Linked DNA regions of Gossypium hirsutum: region 1 is linked to region 2. Evidence: chromatin contacts called from public Hi-C data. All regions are on one chromosome and are shown on one strand. The core of a region is the stretch at or near the end of the contact, and the rest is flanking DNA. Distances in the headings are between cores, read along the strand shown.

Region 1 (6,041 bases), core at 3,508-6,007, 110 kb after region 2:
TTTAACTTATTAAAGTCTCATTATGCTAGCTTATGGCCGAATGTACAACATCAATCTATGCATTCATTCGTGTGGCCGAACATGCATGTCTATGTTGAGGCCGATTGCATACTTAATACATTCTACAAGTATGGTCACTTGTATTGACCAAATACCATTTTGTTTCAAGTTCAAAACTTGGCTAATACACATATATGCACTATTAAAACATCCTCTCCATTCCATCAATTCAACACATGCATTACTCATTAATATACAAAATTATATTCGGCCTTAGCACACCTCTTGCTGGCCGAATTTTTTCTCCATCTAGCAACATTTTATGTACTATGCCGAACCAAAAAGATCAAACACCTAGCTTAATCATTTCCAAAACACTTAACCGGCATTTGACCAAGACTTTAAACAAAGTCTATGTTCGGCTATCACACATATGGGCATTATTAGTTCAAAGTTTTAACAAGATTAATTTCTTTAATCTTAACCTAAATGACAACCCCCATTGTTCATCTAGATTTAGCATGAAACAAACACCAACCAAGAAAACAACACCCATGGCCGAGTATCATCTTCATCACATAGCAAGATTTAAACCATAGGCTAGGTAGAACTCAAACTAACATCAAAAATATGCATGAATCTCATGGAACAACATCAAACTTACCTTAACCTAGCTACAAGCATGGCCGAATCTCTTCAACATTTCCTCCTCCTAAACACCAACCAACCGAACATGAAGCAAGAACTCCTTCCTTCTTCCTTAGAATTTTCGGCCAAAAGAAATGAAAGAGGATGAACAAATTTTCTTTTTTTTTCTTTTCTTCACTCACGGCAATGGGGGGGACAATCACACACGTCCTTTCTTTTCTTTTTTTTGTTTCTCATCCTACTAACACTAATATTTTATTGCCCATGCCCTTTATTTTATTAATCCTTACATAATGCACTACCCCAACATGTTTATGACATGTTTTTAGCCATAACATCTTGTCCACCCATGCTCTTTATTTTATTAATCCTTACATAATGCACTACCCCAACATGTTTATGACATGTTTTTAGCCATAACATCTTGTCCACCCATGCTCATGGCCGGCCACTACATATTAGGGGGGGAAAATTGACATGCAAGTCCTCCCTTTTGATTACATGCACTATTAGGTCCTTGTAGATTAGCCTATCACATTTCAAAAATGTCACCCATAAGTCCTTTTGACTAAATTCACATGCAATTTACTAAATCGAAGCCTAAAACTTTCACACATTCATATTCACATATTTTAGACAATAATTATCATATTCAAATAATTTGGTGACTCAGTTTAGCAGTCCCGAAACCGCTTTCCGACTAGGGTCACTTTAGGGGTGTCACAGATCTCTCAGAATATATTGCAAAAGGTACTTGCAAATTATCATTCGCTTTTTAACAGTTAATTGAAAACGAATTCTAAGGTAACACCTAATTGTAGATACAACAATTTTAATTAATATAATTCATGTACAACTAAACATAAAAATATAAATTTATTTATTTATTTTCTATTGATATTAAGATTTAAATTTTATGCTATATTTTAATTTTTATATTTATTTTAATTATATTTTTATAAAATTTATTAAATTATCATAATTATATTAAAATTGATATATATGTTTCTAATTAGATCTTTTAGATAATCGGGCTTGGGATAATTTTTTTTTAATGCTTTGGCTGTATTTGTAAATTGTAACACGCTGAATTACTATTTTAAAATGGTAAAAATTAAATTTTATTTAAAATTAAATATAAACATATCTAAGTATTAATGAGTATAAAATAACTTTTAATATAATTAATATAAGCCCATCTGTAAGCACCACTAAAATAGATGAGAAGAAAATTTCCATAAGCATGCGAATATGATGGTTTGTAACATAAGATGCCTTTCAACACAAATCTGTTGAATGGGCCAATGCTCAGATCCTGACTTTATACATGAAACAAAAATCATTTGATAGCAAAATTTCCTCCAATTAGAAATGGAACAAACAAACATTATTGATTAAATAATTCCATAACGGAGGAACATCAATCTTTCATGTAACGTTGATCAGTCATATCATGCCTTTTTTCTCGTTATTATATTTTACTGTCATTTCAAACCATTCCTTAATCCTGATTTCAGTGTCAATCTCATTTTTCCTTTCATCCAAATTTATTAGCAGATCTTCAATATCGCCATTTAGATACTGCTTGAGATTTGTTATATAAATGCGATGATTGGAATAAAGATATTTATTGATACACGGGATTATAGGAAGCAGTTGAGGGTATCGAGGGAGGTCAGTTGTTGGGTGCTGAATAGGTAGAAAGACTCATGATGAATATATAACGTATTATGATTTTGAGTAGAGAATTTTTTGGAAGTATTTATAAGAGAGGTGAGAGCTCATTGAAGAGCCTAACCGAATCCATAATAGGTGAAAGCCTAATAAAAGATTCATGGTAGAGATATAACAATATTAATTTTAAATTCATAAATATATATATATAGATAAAAACTTTAATTATTACTAAATAATAATGATGGTAAACTTATATGAGTTTTATGATTTTGTTTATACTCTGTTCTAAAATCATAATTTAATCTTTGAGAACTTGAATTTTAGAATTTGAATTTCAAAAGTAGTATAAATTGTGTAATAAACTATTTATAAATGTAACATCATGATAATTTCTTAAATATATGGATTTGTTAAATGTTTATTTAGTAATCAACTTGAATTTCTTTGAAAAATAATAATTTATAAATTCATATTTTTTATACTTTTCAAATATATAATATATATTGAATTCAAACCAATTTGTCTATAACATATGGATTTCATTCTTAATATTTCCATAATAAATAAAATCTAAATCTAAATCTAAATTTTCAAATGCACATTTCCCACCTGAGTATAATAATATTTAAGAGTATTTATATAAAGTATACACAAGTTCAAACTTATTACACTTAAATCCAACTAATGAAGCCATGGTAGGTGAGGTCCTTGATATCCTAATTTCGAATCCATGTCATACTTAAATATTATATGCATGCTCTTCTATAGCTTATATATATTTTTGTAATGATTTGATTCTAGTTATATCTTTTTAAAGTAAATTATATTAATCAAGAAGGATATAGTACCATATTATAGCAGAAGAACACACCATCAAGATAGCAAAAACCACGCTATCCCTTGAAGATTCTAATTATAGTTATTCGAATATATATTATTAGTGATTATAGTTATAAATTTCTTAAAGAAAAAGTATATCGAATAATGAATTTAGTTTAAAGTGGGCATAAAATAACAACCATGTTAACTTAAAATTAGAGTTTACATTTGGTGAATCTTAAAAGTGGGGAGTGGGATCTCAAATGATGAAAGATACAAGGTTTGTTTATGTAGTCCAAAGCTCAAAGGAATGTTATATGTACCAAAAGCACTTAGCTCATATAGCTGTTTCAGGCATTGCAAACATTTAGCTAAAGTGGCTGTAATACGATGTTACAATTCATGGTTTCAGGTGTTTTCATTGTCAATATTCATCCATCACTAAGGGTTATAGTATGCAACTGAAAATGTAATTTAAAACAGGCTTAAAAGTGAGGTGAAGTAAACCTGCAACTCTGAAAGAAAGCATTGATGGCATATAGTATTATTTGTTTAAAGCAAAGAGGTGAAGATAAAGAAAGGGTATGTAGGTATAGCCCAAAAGGTGTGTGCTTCCAACCAACATTTTGCAAACGATTCTTAGCTTTAGGTTGGCTCCCACAGCAGAAGCCCCCATGTGCGAAAGGGTCCCCATTTCAATTTGTTGTGATGCTAAAGTGCTTGTCTTTGCTGTTGTTTCTTTCATTAATTCCCCCTTCTTTGCCAATCTTATTTTTATATTTTAGCCCACATTAGGTAACCTTATGTTGAAAAAGGGGTGCCAAAACCATGTGAACTGGTGGCGCTGCTTGGCCACTGTGAGAATGAAACTTAGCAACTGGTGGGGCTATCCCTTCCTCTCCAACAATCACACTATACAAAACAATGCCAATCTGCACGTTGCCCCCTCGTGGGTTTTTCGTATCAAACTCCTCCCATTCCTCTCACAATTGACAACTACCTGACAGTTTAAGTCACCCCATTTCACACGTTAGTTTCTTTTTCTTTCTACAAGAAACAAATATATATATATATGAATAATGCTTTATCATTTATGTTTTTCTTTTTTTCCCAAATTCCCTTTGTGTTTGCATATAAATGCTTGTTTTTCTTGACTGTCATCCTTTTAGATTCTATTCCCCATTTTCTTCTCTTTTTTTTTTCTCTTTCATTGCAGCTTTTCAAAGCATGGAATTTGATGAATCTTGTGTTGACTTAATATATAATCCAATTATTAACCTCAGAATATCTGTACCTTATTATTATCTCCCGAGAACTTTGAGCTGGAAACTTCACCTTGAAAATCTCTATCACTATTTTTAGCTTAAAAGAGTGCTGTTTTTTTTTTTTTCTCCTTAAAGAAAATAGGTCTTGGATAAGAATTTTCATATAACTATTTAGGCTAAACAAAAGATTCTCCAAAACTGTCTAACACTCAGAACAGCACTGTATAAATATATAGATGTTATCAGATTATCCTTTTTAAAGCATTATCTACATAAATCTCCATGTCCAAACTCTGATATCTTTTTCAATACTTTAGGGTATAGCTTTTGGTACCTGGTAGTCTGGAAGGCTAGCTTAAGCTCTACTTAATTAAATAATGCTTAATCAAAATGATTACTGTTATACTGTCAACAAATCAAAATCTCAGCTAATCCCATAATAGCCAATCTACAAGGCAAATCATGATCATACAACATAATTATTAATGAAATCGATCCACCAATTATAACATGAATGAACCCCATTATTTCTGGCAGGAAACATCGTCGAAACATGCTAGCTAGCTAGCTGCTTATAAAATCAAAAGGGTTGTTAGCTAGGTTATAATGAGCATGCAGATCTAAGATCGATTGATGATTTTCGTATAAAATTAAATCAGATTTTGTATCATAGCTCTTAGCTAATTTCCTGTATATATTTTTTGTTATTGCCAAGATTGCAAGCATGTGTTGGGGTACCCTTCTAAACCAACCAACCTCACATGGTTTTACACAAAGATTGCTAAAAATTGACAATTGACCACTGAAATATTCAATCACCAGAGTCTAATGGCTAGCTAAACCTAATTGTTTAGATTGAATAATTTGCAAATGATCTGTTCCTTTATTTCATGATCATAAAGTTGGAAAGTATTAATGTGTTGTCAATATCAGTCTATACAATGAGTAAAATTATATAAAATATAATTACCTCATCTGAAATTTTGGAACTAAGTATTTGTAAAGTAATTTGATTATAGGCTAAACCATCGATGTTAATGTATCATAATTTTGTTTCGTATTTTATGACAATTAAGAAGTTAGATTAAATTCATAATTAGACATTTGATAATACATTTTAAAGTTAGTGTTAAATACGAAAACTTGTTTATCATAATAGATTATGTATATGTCAGATAATGATTATAGTATATGTGTATAGCTTAATAAAAGTGTGATATCTTAAGTCAAATATATTCATGATTACAATCACTAATCGAGCTAGATATATTAAATCACATATCTCCCTTGCAGTGCATGAATTAAACCTGCATTTTCAATGAAATAAGTTGATCGGAACCCTCACGTTAACTCAAGAATAGATTAATATATATGTATATATTGGATAAAGTATCAGCAAAAATTTGAAGTGTATTATTGAAATGGACAAAGGAAAGATGTATGGTTTGTTGGCCTACTAGTTTTGGCCAATATGTCGGGCCATCGGGGGAAGCTAGATGCTCATTGCCACCATGCTTGCAAAGAGTTGAAGGTGTATAATTATCAACTCATTTCTTCTTTCCTTATTTTAAACCACTTTTTAATCACTACCCTAGCTAATCTTTGTAGCCCATTTTTCATACAATGCAACAT
Region 2 (5,982 bases), core at 2,793-5,292:
AATAAAGAAAAAAATTTTGTAAGTGTTGTGGTACATCTTAAAACACTATTCTAGAAAATAAATTTCTCATATACATATTTCGAAAAATATTTTTTCCTGAAATATTTAAAAAAAACTTTAATTCTCACTTTTTTTGGTCTTATTTGAGAAAATTCTCATTTGTCTTCACTTTAGAAATTTAAACCACATGACTCAAGCTTTAGATGTAAAATATGGAAAATCATCATAAAGGCTATTAATGGATAAGCCTTATCATATGTAATTGAGAAATGGTCTAAAAAGGAGAAGAAAAAGAAAGAAAGAAAAAACTTGTGGTTCTTGCTTCTTTGCGTAAGGTAAGTTCTAATATTTATTAATGAATTATGAAAGAAAAAGCCAATTGCAAATTGCACAAATTTTTGGACGGCTCCGTACAGTAGGGGTACAAGATGATTGATCGGTCTAATCAAGCATGTTATAATGATTTAATTCATAAAGGAAATATATATAGGAGACTCTTGTCTTGTAATTTTTGTTTATTTATTTATTGTATCGTTTCAATTCTTCTCCTTCTTGTTTTTCTTCTACACCCAATTTGTTTTTGACTTTTTGCTGAAATTGATGGCTTGTCTTGATGTGAATCTAAAGGTGGAATAGATGGTGACTTAATGGAAATTGTAGGATCCATGGATAGATCCTTAGAAAAGGATTTGACACAAAAGATACAATTAATTTCTTCCTCCAATATATGCCCTTTTTTTTTAAAAAGAAAACTAAAAAAATAAAAGTCATCATTTAAATTTTTTTTTCTTCAAATTGGGTTCTTAATGAAGATAGATATAATTAGCTTTCTTTTATATATATATATATATATATATATAAAGTCATCAATTTAAAAATGAATGAACATATGTATTGCACTTTAAGCCAAGTAGAAATGACAAAATGTAATTGTCCTAAGAAGGAAAAGATTTGTTTGTGGGTTCTCAAATTCATAGGAATGTGCAATTTGCACGTAGGCATTATGGTGAGCTCCATTCAACCCGTCTTCGTCGCATCCAAATATACATTGCAATTGAATCTTTCACATTAAAAACAGAATTAAAAGTTCGATAAAGAAAACACAGAATTAGAAGTCATAAAATTTGTAATGGTGAATTTTAAAAATAATAACTCTTGTTTGTCTCATATTACATTTTAGTCACTTATGTTTGAAATGCTATGTTTTAGTCACTTATGTTTGAAATGTTATGATTTAGTCACTTATGTTATCGTTTTATTAAGAAGTGGTCACTTTACCGTTAAACTCCGTTACCTCCCTAATGGCAGTCTTACGTGACAGTCCAAATAAATTTTAAATGTCAACTTGGATGTCAGATTGTTGGGATGAAAATAAGTTTTTAATTAAATAAATTTAATTTGGACTGCCACGTAGGACATCCAAGTTGGCATTTAAAACCTATTTAGTCTACCGCGTAGGACTGCTATTAGGGAGGTAATGGAGTTTAATAGTAGAGTGACCACTTCGTAAAAAACAATAACGTAAGTGACTAAAACATAACATTTCAAGCATAAATGACTAAAATGTATTCTATGGCAAGCAAAAGTGACTATTTTTGTAATTTACCCAATTTATACATATTTTTTATAAATTAATTATAATTTATATATAAATTATTATTATTTTTTCTTTTCTATTAATAAAGTGTTTTGCTATAATTTAGTGAGAATGAATAAAACTCATGAATCAAAATATTATTCTTTAAAATCATTACATTAATCAATAAAAGTCGTATTTGAGTAAAACTCTAAACTTAAAATCACATCTTTTCAATTGAGATACAATAAAAACCAAATAGTTTTTATGAGTTTTCTTTATGAAATACCAACATATTATAAATTTTTTATATGATCAATTTAACTTGTACAACTTCTGAATATTAAAGATTTTATTTGTTTTAGCCCCATGTGATAACATGATGGTTAAGGTTTTTCATTGCTTTAGGTGTGGCTTAGGTTCGAATCATGTTAGTTGCATTTTTTATTCGAGTTTTGCCTTGTTATTATAATTCATCAAAAAGAAATTCTATTTATTGAATCGTCATTTATCTTTTAATCATGTGGTTGAAAATTTGATATGTTAATTTTTCTATAAAAATTCTATTTATTCTTTTTAGCAATTAATTTTGGTCAATAGTTTCAAAACATAAGTCAAAGTATGGGTCTTGAAATCAAAATGATTGAACACCACAAATCCCTCATTTATGTACGAAGATTCAACAACTCAATCCATGCTAACATAGTAACATCCATATTTTTCCTACTCACAAAATTCAAAGAAAATGAGAAAACATAAAATAGAGAAATTAAAATAAAAAGACATTATTAAGAAAAAAGGCATTGGCCATATGCTCGTGGATATCTCTAGCATGTGACAAATGGCATAATAAGCACCTTTTAATTCTAATAATTTGCACAGAAATAAGATAAAATATAATTGAGAGAAATATTGCCGACACAAAGATTGGCAGAGATTAGAACAGAATAACATTACTATAAAATACCTCATAGTTAAAATGAAAAAGGAAACCATCAATGTCTTTGAAAATATGATAAAAGAAAGATTTAATTATGAGTGAACGAATATAAAAGTTATACGTTAATAAGTTGCTGATATTGTATGTAATTTAGGGTTAGATTTTTTATATTATTTTACATTAAATTAACTAAAATTATTGATTTGTAGGTTGAAATTTTGGAAGAGGAGGATAGGGAGGCAGAAGGGAAGAAAAGAGGAATGTCCACCCACACGCACACATGCGTCTCATTTGCCTTTTGGCTTTTACCATTCAATTAATATATAAATAATAAAAAGTTGCGATGCACATTAAAAGTGTTCCAGTTGTTGCACGAGGGCCTCTTTTTTGTTCTCTTCTGCTTTTCTTTTTCTGCCAGAAATGAAATTCATATATATGGTAAGTACTTCAATTTTCTTCCCTTTCCATCCCCTTCCTCACATTAATTATTTTCTCTTCATTATTGATTCCCCCACACACATATTTTTCAATCATTGCACTCTCCACACATGCGTGCACTGTATGTGAACAAGGTTCACGAATTATTCTTCAATTTTTTTTTCCTGTCAAATTATAAATTATTTATACTGTATTTTTTGCAACTCAATTACGTGCAAAGATTAAACTCATCACTCACACTAGATGTCGATAGAGTCTATTGCTACTTCTCTAAAGCAGTGGTTGAAAGGATCGGGTTCAAACCTAATAACTCAAATAATATATGTTTATAAAAAAATTTTAGATCATAGGATGATTGAAAACCCTATGCTAAAAGTGCGAAATAAAGGAAGAAGGGGGGGATTAAGAGATTGTACTTGATTGAAATGATTGAAAAATGGCCAGTTCATAATAGTGGTTGGCACTCGGCAATGTGTCACAAACTATGACGTGTTACTATTGGACTCGTACAATTTATCTGAATGATACTATTACTAACGAATCAGGTTGTCAAGTACCTGTAGGTCCCGTAAGATTGAAAATCAATGTTGCCTAACTTGTTTGCATTGAACAATCTTGATCGATGAACTTAGGCGGATTAAATGTTTTTCATCAGCTAAGGAGATGATGGTAAGGTGTTCGATAAATTGCGGAAATGAAGGATTGTCAGTATCTTAGATTGGCAAAGATTTTGAGGGTAGTGGATCCGCTTCACTGGGTAGCTTTAAGACCAAGTTTGTCTTCTTTGTTGCGACCAAAACTTCATAATGGGCAATATGCACTGTTGGTGAGGGCATTAGTAAATGAACCATCACAATCGGACTCGGACCCAATATTTATTTTATCTTCTATGGAAATTAATCTTAAACTTTTGCCCAAACTTTTTTGTATTTAATAAGATTTTCTTCGTGATACGTAGAGGTGTGCACGGATGGAAGTTTATCCAAATGAAATGATGGGTAGTTAGTATATAAACAAAATTGAATTATCTATATTATTGTACATGATGTTACTTGTTTAGTTGCTTCTTTCTTTTGTAAGTTTACTATTCAAATTCCTTTTTAAAGGCAAATGAGTTTATCTTTCACTCAAACGGGTCATATGATGAACCCAAGACTATTTCATTGATTTATGTGACTGGAATGTATTTATCCTTGACTTGAAAATCGAAAATTTTCACTCAATACCCGGGATCCTACACTTGAGTTGTACTCGAATACTAAAACCTTATTGGTACGTGCATTAAGGAGCATAGGTGTGCATGTCTTTGTCCCTTCCTTTTACAAAATAGGTTAAGCCATGATTCACAAATTTTTTGTCGGTAAATTTAGTGGGTTGTTTAGTTGTTATTCATGAAAGGTTAATTTAGTGGTTGTTATTCATTTTTTTAACGAAAAACACGATAGAAATGCAGTTATTCAGTGTTCGGTTTTGTGTTCTAAATATAGTATCTCTGTTTTGTATATTTGTATTTTTTAAATAAATTAATTAATAAAAAATTCATTGCTTACATTAATATTTTTTTATAAAATGTCCTCAATGGTTTTTGAATGCAAAGTAAAATGAAAGTAAATATTGGCTTACTAATTATCTAATACTTAACTAATGCTAATTGGTGTTACGTTGTTAAATTGTAATACAAAAACACATCTTGTTTTAGTAGATGAACTCAAACATGTCCTTAGTCTAATCCAAAATGTGCAAACCGATTGAAAGACTAATATATTGTTTATCAAGTCCAACTGGGGATATGCTTTATCTTGAGCATCAAAGCGGATGACTCCCAAAAGATAAATATATAGATGTGACTGGCTGGACAAATAGTATAAAGGACAGGACCCAAGTAGAATAAATTTTGTATCAGTTTATTGATTTATACACTTGTTACTCGTATACTTTGATACAATTAAAAGCTTAAGTTCAAATATATAAGAAACTGAAAGCTGGTGCGTTGGGTATACGACTTCTATAGGATGGATCATATTGGGAGAATGGATTTATCCTAAAGAGATTAAGGATATCCCATGAAGGTAATATACTTATGACAAGGTCAATGAATAAGCACTTTGAGTAGTTTTCGTAATGGTATGTAATTAGTGAGAGCTCAATTGCAATTCTATAGTAGAATGACTTTGTGACTAGATAAGTTTATATAATTAATAGGCGAAAAGTTGAAACTTAATTATAAATTATTTGATCCCTAATTATATATATCCAATTAGTCCCTCTACTAGTTCGTTGAAATCATAAATAAATTTTATGTAAAAGAAAATTAAAAAAATGAATGAAAATGATGAAGTTAGAGAAATGAGTCATATTCACAAACTCGATTTTCAATTTTTTTTAAAATTCTGTTGTAACTGAAAATTGATTTCTTAACCGAATTTTTCCAAACAATTTGTATCAGAGTCAGGTTGTGCTATGTTTATAATATAAACCAATTCTGGAATTTCTCTCTTATTCATGTTTGGTTAATTTTGATAAGATGTTGCATCTTTTAACTATATACATGTTTTGGGTTGTGTATATGAATGAATATATTTTTAATTATTTTATTATATATGATAAAGTAATTTTACCAAATTTGTGATTCCTAAAAATTAGATCGTATGTATCAATCTTTACAGTGAATGCATTTTCTCACTAAGTACAAAAGATTACAAAAAAATTAAATTAATTTCCTCGAATTATTATTGTGAAAATAAAATAAAATAAAAAATAAAAATAAAAAACACAAAGATTTTTACGTAGAAACCCTTTTGGGAAAAAAACCACGGGTAGAGGAGAAGAAAATTCACTATATCGAATTCGAATTTTTACAAGAAGAATAGACTTTATCTATTTATAGGCTTGTAAAGCCATATTCTAGTAAGACTGAAACACCTTATTCTAATCAATATCAAATAGATATAATTTAATAAGGTTTAAAAAACCTTATTCTAAAATAAAATAAAAGAAGTGTAATTCTATATGGATTCTTCTTTTATTT

The links. Hi-C and Micro-C count contacts between places; a contact is called where the count stands out from the background.
Region 1: a contact with region 2 is called in a Hi-C map of leaf, with 4 times the contacts expected there. The contact joins two enhancer-like sites. A contact is called at or near these places in 3 of 34 Hi-C or Micro-C datasets (leaf and petal).

Annotation. Positions count from the first base shown.
Region 1 is chrA07:83,323,339-83,329,379 of Gossypium_hirsutum_v2.1, forward strand. No RefSeq gene overlaps it. Among protein-coding and RNA genes, the nearest start is that of LOC107951886, 16 kb to the right of the region's middle. Within about 2 kb of position 4,758, at least 2 of the 9 cell types and tissues checked have an H3K27ac peak or open chromatin away from gene starts, as enhancers often do.
Region 2 is chrA07:83,210,294-83,216,275 of Gossypium_hirsutum_v2.1, forward strand. No RefSeq gene overlaps it. Among protein-coding and RNA genes, the nearest start is that of LOC107955670, 25 kb to the right of the region's middle. Within about 2 kb of position 4,043, at least 1 of the 9 cell types and tissues checked has an H3K27ac peak or open chromatin away from gene starts, as enhancers often do.